2 separate regions of the Sus scrofa genome follow, and region 1 is linked to region 2. The links are chromatin contacts, called in public Hi-C maps. All regions are on one chromosome and are shown on one strand. Each heading gives the region's core, a stretch centred on a gene start, on an enhancer-like site or on the middle of the called end of the contact. The rest is flanking DNA. Distances are from core to core; before and after follow the strand shown.

The links. A called contact is a pair of places that touch in the nucleus more often than the background predicts.
Region 1: a contact with region 2 is called in a Hi-C map of skeletal muscle, with 5 times the contacts expected there. The contact joins the promoter of FDFT1 here to the promoter of MTMR9 in region 2. A contact is called at or near these places in 2 of 47 Hi-C or Micro-C datasets (heart right ventricle and skeletal muscle) and 1 of 2 datasets of contacts at active chromatin or transcription factors (alveolar macrophages).

The regions. Positions count from the first base shown.
Region 1 is chr14:14,974,980-14,979,065 of Sscrofa11.1, forward strand. It overlaps FDFT1 (farnesyl-diphosphate farnesyltransferase 1), which reads left to right and starts at 1,280. Exons shown (of 8, transcript NM_001167648.1): 1 at 1,280-1,378. The coding sequence starts at 1,280.
Region 2 is chr14:14,456,111-14,459,771 of Sscrofa11.1, forward strand. It overlaps MTMR9 (myotubularin-related protein 9), which reads left to right and starts at 1,864. Exons shown (of 10, transcript XM_021072388.1): 1 at 1,864-2,508. The coding sequence starts at 2,327.

The DNA.
Region 1 (4,086 bases), core at 30-2,529, 520 kb after region 2:
CTGGGAACTCAAAATGCCGCGAGGCAGCCAAAAAAATATGAGAGACGTTTGTTTCTTGGACTCCAGAGAACGCATGAATGACTTCCAAAGGGTGGATGTAGGGAGAGCAGAGAGAGGTTAGGGATGACATCTGTATTTTATATATAATTAGGCCACTGGGAGACTGTTAGTGCCTTTTGCAGGTTCAGTGAGAAAGTTGTTAGGATAGGTTAAGTCTGCCACTTGTGGGGGACAGCAAAGTGTTGCATTATTATGTGGAGTTCCTTGGCGGTAGAGTGGTTAGGACTCAGCGATTTCACTGCTGCAGCTGGGGTTCAGTCCCTGGTCAGGGAACTGAGATCCTACATTGAGCCACTGCACACCACCCCCTCCCTGGGGCGGTGGAGAAAGGGATTAAAAATGGGGGTGAGAGAGGCAATGGGGATAGAAGGCTCCACAGGCAGTGATTGTAAGCCTCTCCTAGGGACTTTGACCTTTACTAAGTGAACTGGTGAGACATTGCGGGGGTTTTCAGGCAGTGATCCCGATCTGACATTAATTTTAAAAAGGATCACTGGTTGCTGTGTTAATATAAATTTAACGGCTGGGAGAGCAAGCAGTTTCCTGGGCTTGTGAGAGATTTAGAATAGAGATAAAATTTTCCTCATCACCTTCGGAAGGGTCGAAGAAACGCTTCAAATCCATTTTGGGAACTAAATTTGGATGCTCGGAAGCCTCAGGCCGATCCCACCCACAGTGAGTCTTGGCTTCTCTCCAGGAAGAACTGATTTGGCCAGCAGGGCAAACAAGCATTCAGCTTATTAACAAAATCCTAGCGGACATTGGCCAAGAGAACCTCTAAGGAACTTAGTTCCGCTTAGAGGCTGAGCAGATCTGGCTCTGGGCAGGATAGGCGGAGATAACAAGGGCCCGCCCCCACCAGGAATGCCAATCTCACCCCTCCTCCTCTTTCTCACCCTCCAATTAGCCTCTAGGATGTGGTCCTCACGCCAGACTCATCCTGCCGCCGATTGGCCAGCATCTTCCTGGTGCGAGCGGCCCTGGCCAATCAGCGCCCGTCAGTCCACCCCGCGAGCCCACAGGCTGCGGCGCGAGAGCCGGAGGCCGGTGGAGGTTGGAGGGGAAGTGGGCGTGGCGCCGTTTCTCGGGGCCCGCCACGCCAGCCCCGCCCTCCCGCCGCGCCTCCTTCGCTTAATGCTTGGTTAAGTGCGGACCGGTGCCAGCCCGAGGTATCCTCGAGGTGAGACCAGATTTCGGATAGTTGGCCGCTGCCAGCAGCATGGAGTTCGTGAAGTGCCTGGGGCACCCCGAGGAGTTCTACAATCTGCTGCGCTTCCAGATGGGGGGCCGGCGGAAGGTGATACCCAAGATGAATCAGGTGGGCCGAGCATCTCTGCACCCTGGCGGAGCCGGGAGGCTGCGCTGGACGGTCGGCTTCCGGGCCTGGCTGATCCGACCCCAAATCGAGAGCTGCAGCCAGCGCTGCCAGAAGCCTCGGACTCTCTCCTTCCCTCTGAGGAGCAGACCCCTGCCCTGTCAGGCAGCCCCACCCGCCCAGCCTGGGTCCGCTCCCCGTAATCCAACATCCGGCCTGGCTGACCTTGGTCCCCTAGGCGTCCTCACCAAGTGGTCTTGCTGCTTAAAATGTTTCTGCTCGTTTAAGACATTGCTCTTCAGGTAGTTTTGCTTCTAATTTCGTTCTGTCCCCGAGCATTGATATTTTTCTGTGTTCTAAATACGTGGGTTGCAAAACTGAGACTACATGGGTAGAGGACGTGTGAGAGGATTTTGTGAACGTCATGAACTATGCAGATATTGTCACGAATACCTCTTCTGGAATGAAACCTTACTCATCCTTCCATTTTTCAGTTACACCATCTCCTCCATAAACTTCTTCCTCTGATCAGCAGGATCCATGCCTTCCTCCTCAGAGCTCCCTCAGTTTTTTTGGAACGTGGTATCTGCTCTTGCAAGTGCTTCCTTGTTGTCTTTATGTATGTTGATTAGCTACACTACTGGCAGCTCACGGCCGGACTTGGTTTTGTTTATGTTTCATCTGCCTCACTCGTGTACCCTTTGTTAAGTGAATGCTTACAAAGGTATTTATTCTAACAAGAAAAAATTATTCTTAAGTGATTATTGAATGAATAGACACATTCAGCCAAATTAGTGGGTTATAGCAAGAGTTCTGAATTATTTTTCCCAATGGAAATACCACAAATACTGTTCTTTGTTTAAATTTACTCTTAGTTGTTGTCCTTTATTAAAACATTTACGTTTTCCATCGGAAAGAAAAGTTTTCCTATTATCTCGTAACTTAGAATCCTCATCCTTCAAGTCTAGCCTCCATCTGTTGACTAGCCTCCACCTCTGTTGACTATTTAGCAGCCATTTATTAAACACCTGTTCTGTATTTAGGTATTATACGGGTTGCAGCATGGCAGAATGACATGTATAGATAAATAAGACACCCAGAGAGCTCATTATCTTGTCAGGTCGATAAAATGTAATAAAGCTACTATTATTTTTCCTGCGTTTGTAGATGAAGAAACAGGCATAGAGAGGCTAATTATTACCTGAGGTCTTCTCACAGCTGTTCAGTGGCCATTGACCCTGGCAGTCTGATTTCCAGAGCTCCCTCTCCTGACCCTATCATGCTGCTTGCCATTGAGGAGACAGGCCACTGAGTCACATTCAGCGGAAGATCATCCAGATTCAGCTAAAAGTTGAACATACTTTGTGTGATGGACACACCTGGAAACTATCCCTTTAGTGGCTCCTAGTCTGATGGAGAACAGGTGTATGAAAGATCACCTAGGAAGTGTCAAGTAATTTAAAGTACATTCACATTTCAGGACATTTTAGTGAAGAGGAAATGTTTTCCAGCAAAGAGTTTTCAGAAAACACAGGAAAAGCACTTTGTATGCTGTAGGGCTTTGAAGAGATGCTAGTTTTAGATCAGTAGGAAAAGCCAATGTGAGCCAAGTCATGTAGTTAGGACTGAGCTCTGTGTGTGTGTATGTAATGAAACCAGCCTGGCTGGAATTGGGGACTCCAGTTAGAAGAGCAAAGTTCAGTGAGTACCTGTAGGAAGCCAGGGGCTGTACTGAATTCAGTAAAACAGGCAGTGGTTGCATGCAAGACTATGACATGATCAAAGCAATGTTTTTGGAACAGTAATTTGACAGGTGAACAAGATTATAAGATTATATAGAGAGATGATCAAATTAATAGCGGTAATAATATTAATAGACACTATTTATTGAGTTCTCTGTGCTCTGTGCCAGGCACTGGCTAAAGCTCTGGAAGTCTGTTATCTCAGAGTGTCAGTTGGTTTTCACTGAGTAACATCCCAGAACTGAGTGGTTTAATTTTGGAGATTGGGTGCTCAACAGTGTGACTGTACTGAAAACTATTGAACTGCGTGCTTCAAAATGGTCAAGATGGTAAATTTCGTGTTATGTGTTTTACCATTATTTATGTGTTATTATTTTTTTCTTTTTAGGGCCACACCTGGGGCATATGGAAGTTTCCAGGCTAGGGGTCTAATCAGAGCTTCAGCTGCTGGCCTACACCACACCCACAACAATGTGGGATCTGAGCCACATCTGTGACCTATGCCACAGCTCACGGCAATGTTGGATCCTTAACCCACTGAGCAAGGCCAGGGATCGAGCCTGCATCCTCATGGATACTAGTTGGGTTCTTAACCCGCTAAGCTATAATGGGAACTCATATTTTACCATAATTTAAACACCAGATTTAGTGACTAAATAATAAGTGTTATTTAGTTCACAGTTCTCTTAGAAGAGCTGGAGAGTTCTGGTCTGGGCCAACTTGGTTCCTATTGGGTTTGCTCAGCTGGCTGGCTGGCTTGTGGCCCAATGACCTGTGATTAGCAGGCTGTAGGCTGGAGTGTCCAGGGGAGACTGGGCCATGTGTGTCTTGTCCATCTGGGTAACATGGGGACTCTGCTCTTGACTGGAATTGTGCCAGCCCTGGTGTGGTTGCCTTCTTCAGGCCTTTGCTTGACTCACAGTTGCTACTGTCTTTTTGGCCAAAAAGTCCCCAGGGGAGTCCACAGTC
Region 2 (3,661 bases), core at 614-3,113:
GATGGAGAACACAAGAAAGGCAAGGAACAAGGTTATCAGTTCCTTTCAGCTGTGTACAGTCAACATATATTACAAAGCTCAAGGAGAACAGCTGCTCATCAATGGCGCACAGAGGCAGTGCCTTTTCCAGCTGAGATGCTCCATTCCCCACAGTGGTGATGATCAAGTTGGCACTTAAGACATGCTAGTTAACACCTCAATGTTTACATATGAGTGCCATTTATTATCAGATAAAATGATAACAATCATATCTGTAAGGTGTCGACTGTTTTCTGTACATTATAAATGCCATCATCTTATTTGGTTTATCAGAATCCTCTGAGACCCTTATACCCAGGAGTTCAGATTATAACTTACTTGACTACAGCTTCACTTAAGAGCGAATGCCTATCCCATTACTGTTGAACTCTGCCATCTACTGCTCATATAGTAAGTTAACCTATTTTGCTCCCTACCTCCTTTAGTCTCTATTATTGAATGTTTTCTTCAGATCACAAGGGCTTTCTATGCTTGAAGTTTCAACCCAGAGAAGATGTCATTTTCTAATAGTTTCCGGTATTTCATTATTACAGTCCAGCATAATATTGACAGTTTTCTCTCGTGGGCAAAAAGAGTTTATGCCTTAATGGAATATTAAACATTTTAAAATTTACGGAGTTCCCATCGTGGCGCAGTGGTTAACGAATCCGACTAGGAACCATGAGGTTGCGGGTTCGGTACCTGCCCTTGCTCAGTGGGTTAACGATCCGGCGTTGCCGTGAGCTGTGGTGTAGGTTGCAGACGCGGCTCGGATCCCGCGTTGCTGTGGCTCTGGCGTAGGCCAGTGGCTACAGCTCCGATTGGACCCCTAGCCTGGGAACCTCCATATGCCGCGGAAGCGGCCCAAGAAATAGCAAAAAAAGATAAAAAAAAAATTAATGATATTATATTCTTTCCATAGGCTCTTTTTCAGGAAGAAGTCACGAAATTTCTAAAGAATTTTTCCTTAGTTCTAGTAGGCATCATCAAACTCGTCAGCTATCTTGGCTACACTTCATGCGGGTTGTAAATCTTACTCTAACTTCTCCATAACACTTTCCCTAATTTTTCATTTTGTAAGTAAATTTTCCCGTCCACAACTGGTAATTGCTATGATGAACTACACAGTGGGAAAACAACAAAAATTCCAAGTCAAGGAAAAAAAAAAAAAGCTTTATAAATCATTTCTCCTCGGTCTCCCTTCTCTGTTGCTTCCTGGCATAATCTAGGCGTCTGGAAGTAGTTTCGTTGGATTGTATTCAATGGCGAAACAGTGCAGTGGTGAACAATGCCCAGTGCCTTGGATTTCATAGACCTAGATTGAAAGAGCCGCTACAGATTAGCCGTGTTTTGGAAGTCACTGGAGCTTCCGTACAGGACATCGCTTCCTTTTCTGTGTATTGTATGTATTTCTTCCTAGGTCCCCCCTCTCACAGGTGTTTGTTCAAGGTCACAACCCCTGCGGCATCCGTCCTTGCCCCTCCCTTACACCTAGAGCGTCTCTGGAGTCATAATCACCGGTTCGATCCCACCTGCCGCCTTTTCACCGCGAATGGATGAAAATCGTCACAATTAACAGCAGCCTTCCGCTCTGAAGACGATTACTTGAAGAATTACTACTCAAGTGGAAGAAGGCAGATCAGGGACCTCTTCTTACCGTCCCTTTTCCCTCGGCCTTTTCTCCTAAGAAATATTTGTGTGGGTGGCGGATGCAGTGGGGGGCATACGGACAAAGAGCTTTTTCCTACTAGGAACACAAATCTTCAGTTCCGGCTGTATATCCGGAGGCATTTTCATAGGACATAGGCGGGGGTCAGACATCCGAGTCTGACTTCCTGTCATATGAATTTCAAGCTCGCCGCTTCCGCCCGGAGTTGCTCTAGGCTCCCGCTGCGAGCAGCTACTTCCGCCAGGAGTCCTTAGGGTCTCAGTTTTAGACTCTGACCCTAGGGCGGCCTCCTCCTCCTCCTTGCATCCTTCCCACCCGGGGCCGGGTCCCTAGGTGCGGCGGTAGCTGTTGGGTTTGTCGCGGAGCGTCCTCACTACACGAGTCCTCGGCCTGGGGCGGGGACTGAGCGGTGTGGCAGAGACGCTCGGCCTGGCCCAGCCCAGATCTTTCACTGGCCAGTGACGGTGGCCAGGGGCCTCGCCGCGCCTACCCCGGCTTGGGGCGGGGCGCGGCCACCCCGCCCCGGCTCCCGCCCCTCCGGCCTGCCCAGTGCCGGGTCGTTCCCTTCAGCCCTGCGGCGGTGTAACCTTCTCGCACCTCCCGGACTCGGCAGTCCCCTGGCTCCGGCCGCTGGGGAACATGGAGTTTGCGGAGCTGATTAAGACGCCGCGGGTGGACAACGTGGTGCTGCACCGGCCTTTCTACCCGGCCGTCGAGGGGACCTTGTGTCTGACTGGTCACCACCTGATCCTGTCGTCCAGGCAGGACAACACGGAGGAGCTGTGGCTCCTCCATTCAAACATCGACGCCATCGACAAGCGGTGAGTGCCTACCCCACCCCCTCCCTATTCTGCGGGGAAAGTGGGGTCGTCAGGTGCACGTCTGCGAGAACGTGCCCCAGTGTTTTCTTCGCCTCCTGTCGCCCAACTAGCCAGCAGAACGAGCCTCCTCCAGTCCAGATTGAGGATTTGAGTTTTAGAAAGCAGAAAACCATCCAAATGAGATATGTGGTTTCTGTTAAATCTAACTGGAATTCCCAGGGGTATCACGTGGTTTTTTTTTATCCTGATTGCCATTTTTGGTATATACCACTATTTGGGTGGATTTGCAACGTTTTCTTTTAAAATTTCTTCTTCACCATCATATTCCTTGAATATTAATTGTCCATCATAGTTCATGAAGTTGTGATTGATGTGATTTTGGTGAAATCTTTACTTGCCACTTCTGAGCAAAACTCAACTCAGTATAAATGCCACAAAACCTTTCCCCCCTCTTAAAAATGTTCAGTTTATCATATTTCTCCTTACTTTTATTTTCCAAGTCATCAACTTAACACTTCCCATTATGGGAGATTATAACGTCTTCTATTTATCTTTGTTCTGCTTTTGGAAAGAACACAATTGGCTCTTAAACCAAGGCATTAATTAACCTCTTTTTTGCATCCCACTCTGTCCTTCCAGGGTAGTGTCTCAGAGTCATAAAGTTATCTTTTATCATCACAATTCCCAGAGGCTCTGTGTACTTAATGTAGCCCAAAGAAGGTCAATTGGTTATCCAATTTACACTAAGATATAAATGATTGACATCAGCTTTTTCAATTACCTCTCAGGAGAATTAGGATATTAAGATTCCTAGAGAGGGTACACCTTAAGGGAAAATACTATCTAACAATAGAAGTTAAACACTATATGAGGAAGTGGTGATAGAGTTATGGTTTCAAACAGAGGGATCCTGCTGAACTCCTGAAATCACATTCTCCTGTGTAAAAGTTTTTAATATTCTCTCCTTGCCTGCATATAATGTCGACACCCCTTAGTCTGTCTTGCTGGCACTCCTTATTCTGGCCCTACCTACTTCTTGCCATTCCCTTTCCTGAACTCTTTTTACCAGCCAGTCCTCACTATTTATTTATTTATTTGCTCATCCTTGTCCTGCATTCTCTGATGTCTGTATTTTACTGACATTCTCTTCCTT